Linked DNA regions of Mus musculus: regions 1 and 3 are each linked to region 2. A link is a contact called in public HiChIP or PLAC-seq and promoter capture Hi-C data. All regions are on one chromosome and are shown on one strand. The core of a region is the stretch at or near the end of the contact, and the rest is flanking DNA. Distances in the headings are between cores, read along the strand shown. Region 1 holds the start of Hmgb1 (high mobility group box 1). Region 2 holds the start of Rasl11a (RAS-like, family 11, member A). Region 3 holds the start of 2900089D17Rik (a long non-coding RNA gene).

The links. Promoter capture Hi-C pulls out the DNA fragments that hold promoters and counts their contacts. HiChIP or PLAC-seq counts read pairs in DNA pulled down with a chosen protein or histone mark.
Region 1: a promoter capture Hi-C map of liver shows a contact between it and region 2, with 4 times the contacts expected there. The contact joins the promoter of Hmgb1 here to the promoter of Rasl11a in region 2. A contact is called at or near these places in 1 of 39 promoter capture datasets (liver) and 1 of 115 datasets of contacts at active chromatin or transcription factors (astrocytes).
Region 3: an H3K27ac HiChIP or PLAC-seq map of bone marrow-derived dendritic cells shows a contact between it and region 2, with 14 times the contacts expected there. The contact joins the promoter of 2900089D17Rik here to the promoter of Rasl11a in region 2. A contact is called at or near these places in 1 of 39 promoter capture datasets (embryonic stem cells) and 1 of 115 datasets of contacts at active chromatin or transcription factors (bone marrow-derived dendritic cells).

The regions. Positions count from the first base shown.
Region 1 is chr5:149,051,637-149,054,336 of GRCm38.p6, reverse strand. Hmgb1 (high mobility group box 1) reads left to right here and starts at 1,280. Exons shown (of 5, transcript NM_010439.4): 1 at 1,280-1,437.
Region 2 is chr5:146,843,796-146,846,495 of GRCm38.p6, reverse strand. Rasl11a (RAS-like, family 11, member A) reads right to left here and starts at 1,425. Exons shown (of 4, transcript NM_026864.1): 1 at 1,156-1,425; 2 at 780-836; 3 at 577-656. The coding sequence starts at 1,279.
Region 3 is chr5:144,254,732-144,257,431 of GRCm38.p6, reverse strand. 2900089D17Rik (a long non-coding RNA gene) reads left to right here and starts at 1,277. Exons shown (of 3, transcript XR_868683.3): 1 at 1,277-1,353. It overlaps Bri3 (brain protein I3), which reads right to left and starts at 2,207. Exons shown (of 3, transcript NM_018772.4): 1 at 1,913-2,207; 2 at 1,520-1,622. The coding sequence starts at 2,054.

The DNA.
Region 1 (2,700 bases), core at 31-2,530, 2.2 Mb before region 2:
TTGTTTCTTAGTTGAGAAGTGTATAGGAGCCAGGATTTTAAAAAAAAAAAATGGGGGACATTTGTTTTGAAGTGAAGAGAGGTGCTGTGCTCACCAGAAAGAAAGAGCTGTTAGATTCATCAAAGATTGATGGAAGCCTGTGGCCTTTAGAGCCAGCCTGGCTATTTTTCTCTGCATACCTAAGAATGATCAGCCAACTTGAAGAGCAGGAAAAAGCATGGCCTGTGGGTTTGGGCCCAAGCACTCTCCGACTGCTTCTAATCCCTCAGGTAACAGTAGCCCTAAATGTCTGGTAACCCTAGAGCAGGTACATGTATGCACTAAGTGGTGTGATCGGAGGCAAGATAGCAATCACAAAGATTCATTTGATTCTAACAGTAATCCACACCGAGTCACAGAAAACAGCGTCTGTGTGTGTGTGTGTGTGTGTGTGTGTGTGTGTATGTGTGTGTATGGGGGTGGGGCAATGAGGTCTTTAAAGAACTTGCTAATTCTAGCTGGGCCCCCCCCCAAACATTTTCTGAGAACAGCCAGTATCAAACCCCAGTGGCTGTGCATTAATTCCCTGGTATAAGGCTTTGGTGTCCGGGAAGTTCAAAACAGTGCTTTGTGTCTCACCAAAAGGAAAAAAAAAAAAAAAGTTCGAGAAGTACTGGGGGAAACCCGAGCAAACCCAGAAGAAGGGGTGCAACTGGACGCCTGCTGGCGGGTGCAGACTAGGCTTCTGGGCAGGGTGGGCACGTTAGGCGGGCAGTCCCGGGGAGGGGTGTCTTGTGGTGGGCTGCAGCAGCACGGCCGTCCCGGAGCCCGCAGAGGCCCCCGTGTTTGGGCCACAGGCCCCCCCGAGCAGTCACCCCACTCGGGGAGGCATCCCCAAGCACGGGCCGCACATCCCAACGGCTCGGGGCGGGAGCGTGGAGCGGGAGGGGGGGCGGGCCTGCGGGGAGGCGCCCGGGCCTGGGGACGCAGCCGTGGCTGCGGCGGAGCCGGGCCCTGGCCGCGCGCGCCGCGGCTCGGGCGTGGGGCTGGCTCGGGGCAGGCGCAGGCACAGAGACACCATAGAGCTCCGCTTTCCCGTAGCAGCTGCTGCCTCTGCCGCTGCCTCTCCCGCCTCAGCCTCTCGGCCCGGCACACACACACACATTCAGATTTGCGCGCTGTTTCAATCCTCGGTGACGTGTCCTCGCAGACAGCCAATGGCGCGCGGGCTCTGGTCAGGACAATGGGAGGGAACGGGCCAATGAACGGGCCTGGTGAGTTGGCGGTAGCCAATAGGAGGCGCGCTGGCTGGAGAGTAATGTTACAGAGCGGAGAGAGTGAGGAGGCTGCGTCTGGCTCCCGCTCTCACAGCCATTGCAGTACATTGAGCTCCATAGAGACAGCGCCGGGGCAAGCGCGAGCCGGACGGGCACTGGGCGACTCTGTGCCTCGCGGAGGGTGAGTGCGGGGCGGCGCGGCGGCGGGGAGAGCGCCTCGGGTAGCCTGGTCGCCTGCGCGGCGGCCGGATCCCCGCGGCCCGGAGCCGGCGGGTCAGGCTCCACACAAAGGCAAATGAGGGGGGACCGTGGGGGGAACTGCGCACGGAGCGAGGCTCCGCCGGCCGCTGCCGCGAACGCTGCCCCGCGCCGTGCCGCGCCGAGCGGAGCCGAGCCGAGTCGCGGGGCCTCAGGCGGCCGCCACTTCACACCCGCGGCGCCGTCCGCGCTTCACTGGCGCAAAAAAAAAAAAATTTTTTTTTTGTTTTGTGTCTGCCTGTGTGTGTGTTCGTGTTCCGGATTATTTAAAAAAAATTTTTTTTCCCCAAAACGTGTTTGTGGCCCCCAGGGCCGAGCGTTTCGGGCAGGCGGCGTGCGCGGAGCGAGCGAGCCGGCGGGCAGCGGCGCTTCCCCGCTGTATGGGCGGCCGCGGCGGGGAGCGCGGGGCGGCGGGCGGGGCGCCGCTGCGGGCGAGGGCGGCCGCGGGTGGGCCGGGGGCGGCCGTGCGGGGCGGCTCGGGCCGGGTGAGGCGGCGGGCGAGCGGGGCGGCCGTGTGGGGGGGAGCGGCGCCGCTGCGCTCGCTGGAACATGGCTGACTCGGCCGGGCGCTGCTGGCTGGAGAGAAAACAAGGCGGGCGGGCGGGCGGGGGAAGCTGGGCGCAGCAGTTCTGAGGCAACTTTTTTTTTTCCCCCCCTCTCTCCTCTCGCTCCCCTCTCTTCCTCTCCTCTCTCTCTCTCTCAGTCTCTCTCTCTCCCCGGCCCCGCGTTCTCCGTGCGGGGGCGGCGGGGCGCGCGGAGGGAGACGGCGCGGGGGCCGCGGGGGGAGGGGAGCCGCGCGCCCCCCGCCCCTCCCCCGCCGCCATGGCGAGTGCGCCAGCGCCCCGCCCGCCCGCCGCGCGCCTCGGTCTCCTCGCACACTCACACACACATACACACACACACACACTCACACGCGCGCACACACAAAGGGAAGGAGCCATATTCTCGCTCGCGCTCGCCCTCGCGGCGGCGGCGCAGGCGGGGAAGACGCGCAGCGGCCATTCCGTGCGCCCGGCCCTGGCGGCCGCGGGCGGAGCCAGCCCCCATTTCGAGCGGCGGGGCTTCTTCTCTCCTTGCTCCGGGGCCCGACAAAATGGGGGCGGCGGCGGCGCGAGCCTGCGTGCGGCCTTCCGGGCGCACGTGGCGGCCTCGGGCCCGCCCGGAGCCGCAGCCCCCCTCAACCTCG
Region 2 (2,700 bases), core at 176-2,675:
AAAACATTCCCTAGCTTTTTTTGGGGGGGGGAGAGGGGGACAGCCCTAGCCAGGACGCAAACCCCACTCCCTCCAGAATCCCACCTACTCCATGCTTTTTTCAGTGTGGTGCTGGAACCCAGGAATCCTTACTACTGAACTGGACCCTTAGTTCCAAGGCTGTGGTTTTTAGATTGTCCCAGGATGTGCTCTGAAAGTGTCAATGCCCGCCCGCCTAGGCAGCTCGGGCACCAGTGGTCAGTCAGGGCTACTGCTGGGAGGGGGTGGCTCAGCCTGTAATCCCAACACTTGGGAGGCTGAGGCATCAAAGATTATAAGGAGTCCAAGCAAACCTGAACTACAAACCAGCCAGGGCTACACAGCAATCTTTAAAATAATTAACTAATTATAATTAGCATTTAAGAGGAAACTAGTTCTAATCAACCATTTCTTGCCACCTAGGAGGGCATCCAACATCCCAACCCTCAGCACACCTTGTGTGCCCACACCTACATATTGGGCATGCTGAGACATCTCACTGAGATCCTGGAGCCAAACACCTCAGCCTGCACCACATACCCTCCTGACAGTCCTTACCTGAATGCCTCCCGGAGTGTCCTGGATCTGTAGGGATAGCTGGTCCCCCTCCACATAGACGAGTCTCGAATACAGTTTGCCTGTACAACGAAGAGGAATTTGCATCTAAGTTCCCACGGCCCCATGAGCAAAATAAAGAGAGAGGGGTGGGGAGGGCAAAGAGATACAAGTACAAGAGCCAGGAAGCACGGAAACATTCTTGCCTGTGTTGGGTTCGTAGTCGCCGATGAATCTCTTGGTCAAGAAGCGCACAATCATTGCTGAAAAAATAAAGTAGGAAAATCAGCTGAAGAAGTGGGTCAAGCTGTTCCAAACTGGGCCCTCAAAGGAACAGCACGCGTCCCCCCAGGTTCCCGGGACAAAGCCCCGCCACCGCGGAGTGCCTTTCCCCGCGGAATGTGATGGACCGGACTAGAGCGACACTCAACAGGCACCAACCCCGTCCAGAGCTCAGAAATGGACCTCTGAAGCAACAGGCAGGGGTCTTCCTGCATCCCGGCATCCCGGCATCCCGGCATCCCTGCGGGTGAAGACCCTCCGCTGTCCCTGGGCGGCTTTGCGCGCCTTTGTCCCACTTACCGCTCTTGCCCACACAACCCGCTCCCAGCACGGCCAGCTTGATGTCCTTGGGCAGGAGGTAGTCAGAGGAGGACTCCGGGATGGGGGCCAGCAGAAAGTGCCCAGACATGGTGAGCGGCCGCATGGGCGCGTCCCGAGACCGCGTTGCACGAGAGCCGCCTGGATACGCGCGGACACAACAGCGCCGGGATGTGGCGCGGCCAGCGGTGCTGCCCAGGCTCTTGGATTTTAAAGAGCTCCGGGAGCGCGGTGGCTGCCTCTGGCGCCTCCTTTTCCCCGCCCCTTCCTGGAAGGGTGGGAGCAGCGCCCGAGCAGGGGACTGTCACCCGCGGGCGTGCGCTCCTCAAGGCTGCCTGACGCGCTCTGCCCGCCCAGCTGCGCGGGTTCCTCCCGGTGCAGCCCAGGGGAGGCCTTTGCTCAAATTGTATTTGCCGTGTCCTGGAGGCAGCCTCCAGTCTGGAGCACCAGCCTAGAGCATGAATCTGAGCCACCGAAAGAGCAAAAGTTTCAATTGGCTGGATGTTTCTAGGACAATGGGAAAGAGATCCCTTTTTGTGTCTTTGTCAAACAGTCCTAATGAGAACCCTGATTTTGATCTTCAGCATCCTGTACACTGAGTGTGGTGGCACACTGGCATGCTATCCTAGCGCTTAGCGGGTAGAGGCAGGAGGGTCAGAAGTTTAAGGTTATTCTTGGTCACATAGAGGGTTTGAGTTCAAGGCCAGTTTGGACTACGTAAAACCCGGTCTCAAATATAAACAACTAAAAAATTTAAAAGGGTCCTGAGGGGTGACATCACTGAGGAAATGGGTAGAGCCAGGGCAAGGTTCCTAATTAACTAATTGAGTATGAATCAAGGTAATTGCAGTCACTTCCCTGTGAACTCCCTTAGGGGGCAGTCATGCCCACAGCTCAGCATCCAAACACAGCCCCTTTCTGCTGTGAACAGATTTACTCAAATTCAATGAGCAACACACTTGGGGCCTGGACCTACCTTACTATTCAAAGATTTCCTGGTAGGTACATGGTGGAACTCAGGATAGGGCGTGGGGAGAAGGGCCCAGAAGATAAACATGGCCTTGTTCTTGGATGCCACCATGACAAGGCTGTGTTTTAGTCTCATCTGCCCAATTGTCTAGACAGTCCTACCCTCATTCTTTCCCTTTTTCCTTCTTAGTTTTATCAGGTAGCTTGAACGGCATGACAAATCACACAGAACTCAATGGCTCGCTCCAACAGACTTTTCTTTCAAAAGATTTATTTACTTTCATGGGTATTCTATCTGCATGTACACCTGCATGCCAGAAGTGGGCATCAGATCCCATTATAAATGGTTGTGAGCCATTATGTGGTTGCTGGGAATTGAACTCAGGACCTCTGGAAGAGCAGCCAGTGCTTTTAACAGCTGAGCCATCTCTTCAGCCCCCCTCCCTCCCCTTTTTCCCCAGACACTGCCCCCGATGCCACATACTCCTGTTCTTCCTAATCTATGCCAGGCTCTGACAAGCTTGATTGAGCTCTCTGAGGCCATAACTGAGAAGTTAT
Region 3 (2,700 bases), core at 28-2,527, 2.6 Mb after region 2:
GGAGAGGAAAAAAAACAGAAACAAACCCAGCTGACTGTGGTAGGGCCAGGATCTGGTTGCTGGAACAAGCAGACATGAAATCCTAGTGAGCCCCCTGCACTGCTATGCCTCTCCCCACCTTCCTGCCTGCTTGCCACCTACCCCTATGAGACCTCTCCTTAAATCTGAGAGTTCAGCTAATATTTGTCCCATCCTCAGGGCTCTGAGAATTCCCATGCAGGGACTAGCCTCAAGGCCACACAGGAAGTCTCCCACCTCCATACAACTAACCCCCTTCTGTTCCCAGTGGCTCTCTCTCTGCACAGGAGACCCTATACTAATCCCCTTGGCTCAACAAGCTAGGACCACCTCCCAGTCTATGCTCCCTCTTTGGTGTGCCTCAAGCCCTCAGGTGGAAAGCTTGCAGAGAGAGAGGCGGCCAGCAAGACCAAGCTATCAGAGAGCCACCCCATCTACAGCTAGAGGAAGCAGCTGAGTCCCACTCCTCTCCCCTGCACCAGCTCCAAAAGCCAAGTCACTTGGGTCCCTGAAGGAGGACTCTAACTAACTGGCCTTCAGCCTTCTTCCCCCAAGCACATGATCAACCGAGGGTCCAGTGTCTTCCACCCTCAGTCATCTCTTGTGAGGCCACTCGCAAGTTTCCAAAATCATTAACTTCCTTATGGCTCCACTCTGCGCCTCTGACACACACTTTTGAAACGAAAGCTAAGTCCAAACAAGGGTTTCTTAATTCCATCTCAGAGACTTGGAACTTCCCCCTGCCAGACAAAGGCTGAAACCCTGCCCTGCACGAGCTGTACCTGGCCCATCCCCGGGTGAGTGGCCAAGTCCAACTTGGAAGCCGAATCCTCAAAGCCTGCCTAGAATGAGCCTGGCTGCATCTCTCACCTTCCATAAAGTCCCCACAAAGTTTCTGTCAGCTCCAGTTTGAGGGTAAAACAGCCACAACAACAAAACCACTCCAGCCCGGAACAAAGAAGCACGGGGTTTCCTCCTGGGCCAGCTAGTGGCCAGGAGTTGTTAAGCCCTGGTCGTCATTCTGCACCCTCACAGCCTTTGCTCTCTGCTGGCCACTTGGATCTCCTAAGTCCTTTGGCATACTGGCCTGCGGACTCAAGTCCCAATATCTCCTTAGTACTGGACACACTTGCGGAAACTGGAGGAAAAAAACCTAACAAAACAAACCCTGATTCGCTGCGGATCTCCAGTACTAGGGAGGAAAGACCATCAGTCTCCATTGTTAACATTCCTGCGTCCCACGCACTCCGGGTGCCATGCCTCCCAAATGCACTCAACTCCCCACAGAAAAGGGAACCCATCCTTCTGCCGCATAAAGTAAATTCAGAGCCAGGGGTGAGTGACCCCACCTTCTCCCACTGCAGTCCCTCCCCTGCGGGACTTCCCTCTGAGACAGGAGCCGGGCTGTGACCCCACCCCATCCCACCCCCGCTGGCCTTTTGCAAGATTCCGGCACGTGCGTTCTCCGCCGCCACCCCCCACCCCCAGGCTAGAGACTTACCTGCAGACCGGGCAGCCTCCGACCACGACGATGGAGTTGGCAGGATACCGGGTGACCGTTCGACTGTGGATGTTATAGACCCGGGGGTGGCTGGTGGGGATCCCTGTGGGAGCGGAGTGCTGATCAGCCCCGGGCGACTCGGCCCTCCTCCTCTCCTCCCTCCCTCCCCCTTAGCCCCCGTCCTCCCCGCCTCCAACGGGGCTGAGCGCGCCTGCGGGTGGGCTCTAGAAGCCAAGTGTGAACCCTCCGACACTAAGTTCACGGCCACCGGGGCAGGGCCTGGCCGGGCAGGGCGCTCCGGGTAGCAGCTGCCCCCCCGGCAGGCCCGCGCCGGGGACAGCGCGGTGCTTGGCCCGGAGGCCGTTCGGGGACCCCGAAGAGCTGCGGGCCCACCTGTGACGAGGTAGGGGTAGGGCGGCGGCGGGGGCGCGGTGGGGATGGCCCCGTAGCCGTGCGGGCCGCACGCGTAGTCGCCCTGGCCGGCCTCCAGGTTGTAGGCGGGCGGGCGCTCCTGCAACAGGGGCTTGTGGTCCATCGCGGCCCCCGGGGCCGCGCGCCCGCCAGCTCCGGCCCGGCTCGCTTCCTTCGGCCCGGCGGGGATGGCGGCGGTAGCGGCGACGGCGGTGTCCCGGGCAGCTCGGCCCAGTGAGGCGCGCGCCGGGCGGGGCGGGCGCGCCAAGGGTTCCCCGCCCTCCCGCCGGTCACAAGATCGGGGTCACGTGGGCGGGGCGGGGCGGGGCTGTGGGCGGGGTTTGGGCGAGGGCGTCTTAAAGACGCCTCAGCGGCTGCCGCTGGCGGGGTGTTGTCCTCGTTCAGTCCCGCCCCACAATGGATCTTGGACTTCCAGAGAAGTTCTGACTCCCGGCCACGGCCGGAGACCCAACAAGATCCTGGCCTCCTTTAGCTTTTGCTTTTTTTCTAAAAATAATAATAATAATGTTTGTTACAATTATTTGGGGGGAGGGTGTGTTTATATGAGTGGGCACGCATTTGGAAGCCAGAGAATAAATAACTTTCGAGAGTGGGTTCCTGCTTTCCACCATATGGGTCCTGAGATAGATTGGTTGACAGATTCTGCAGCAGGCGCCTCCACCGTTTTTCTGTGTTTGTTTGTTTGTTTTGGACCTAGGCTCATGTAGCCCAAGCTGGCCTGGAACTCTTAACCCTCTCACCTTTACCTC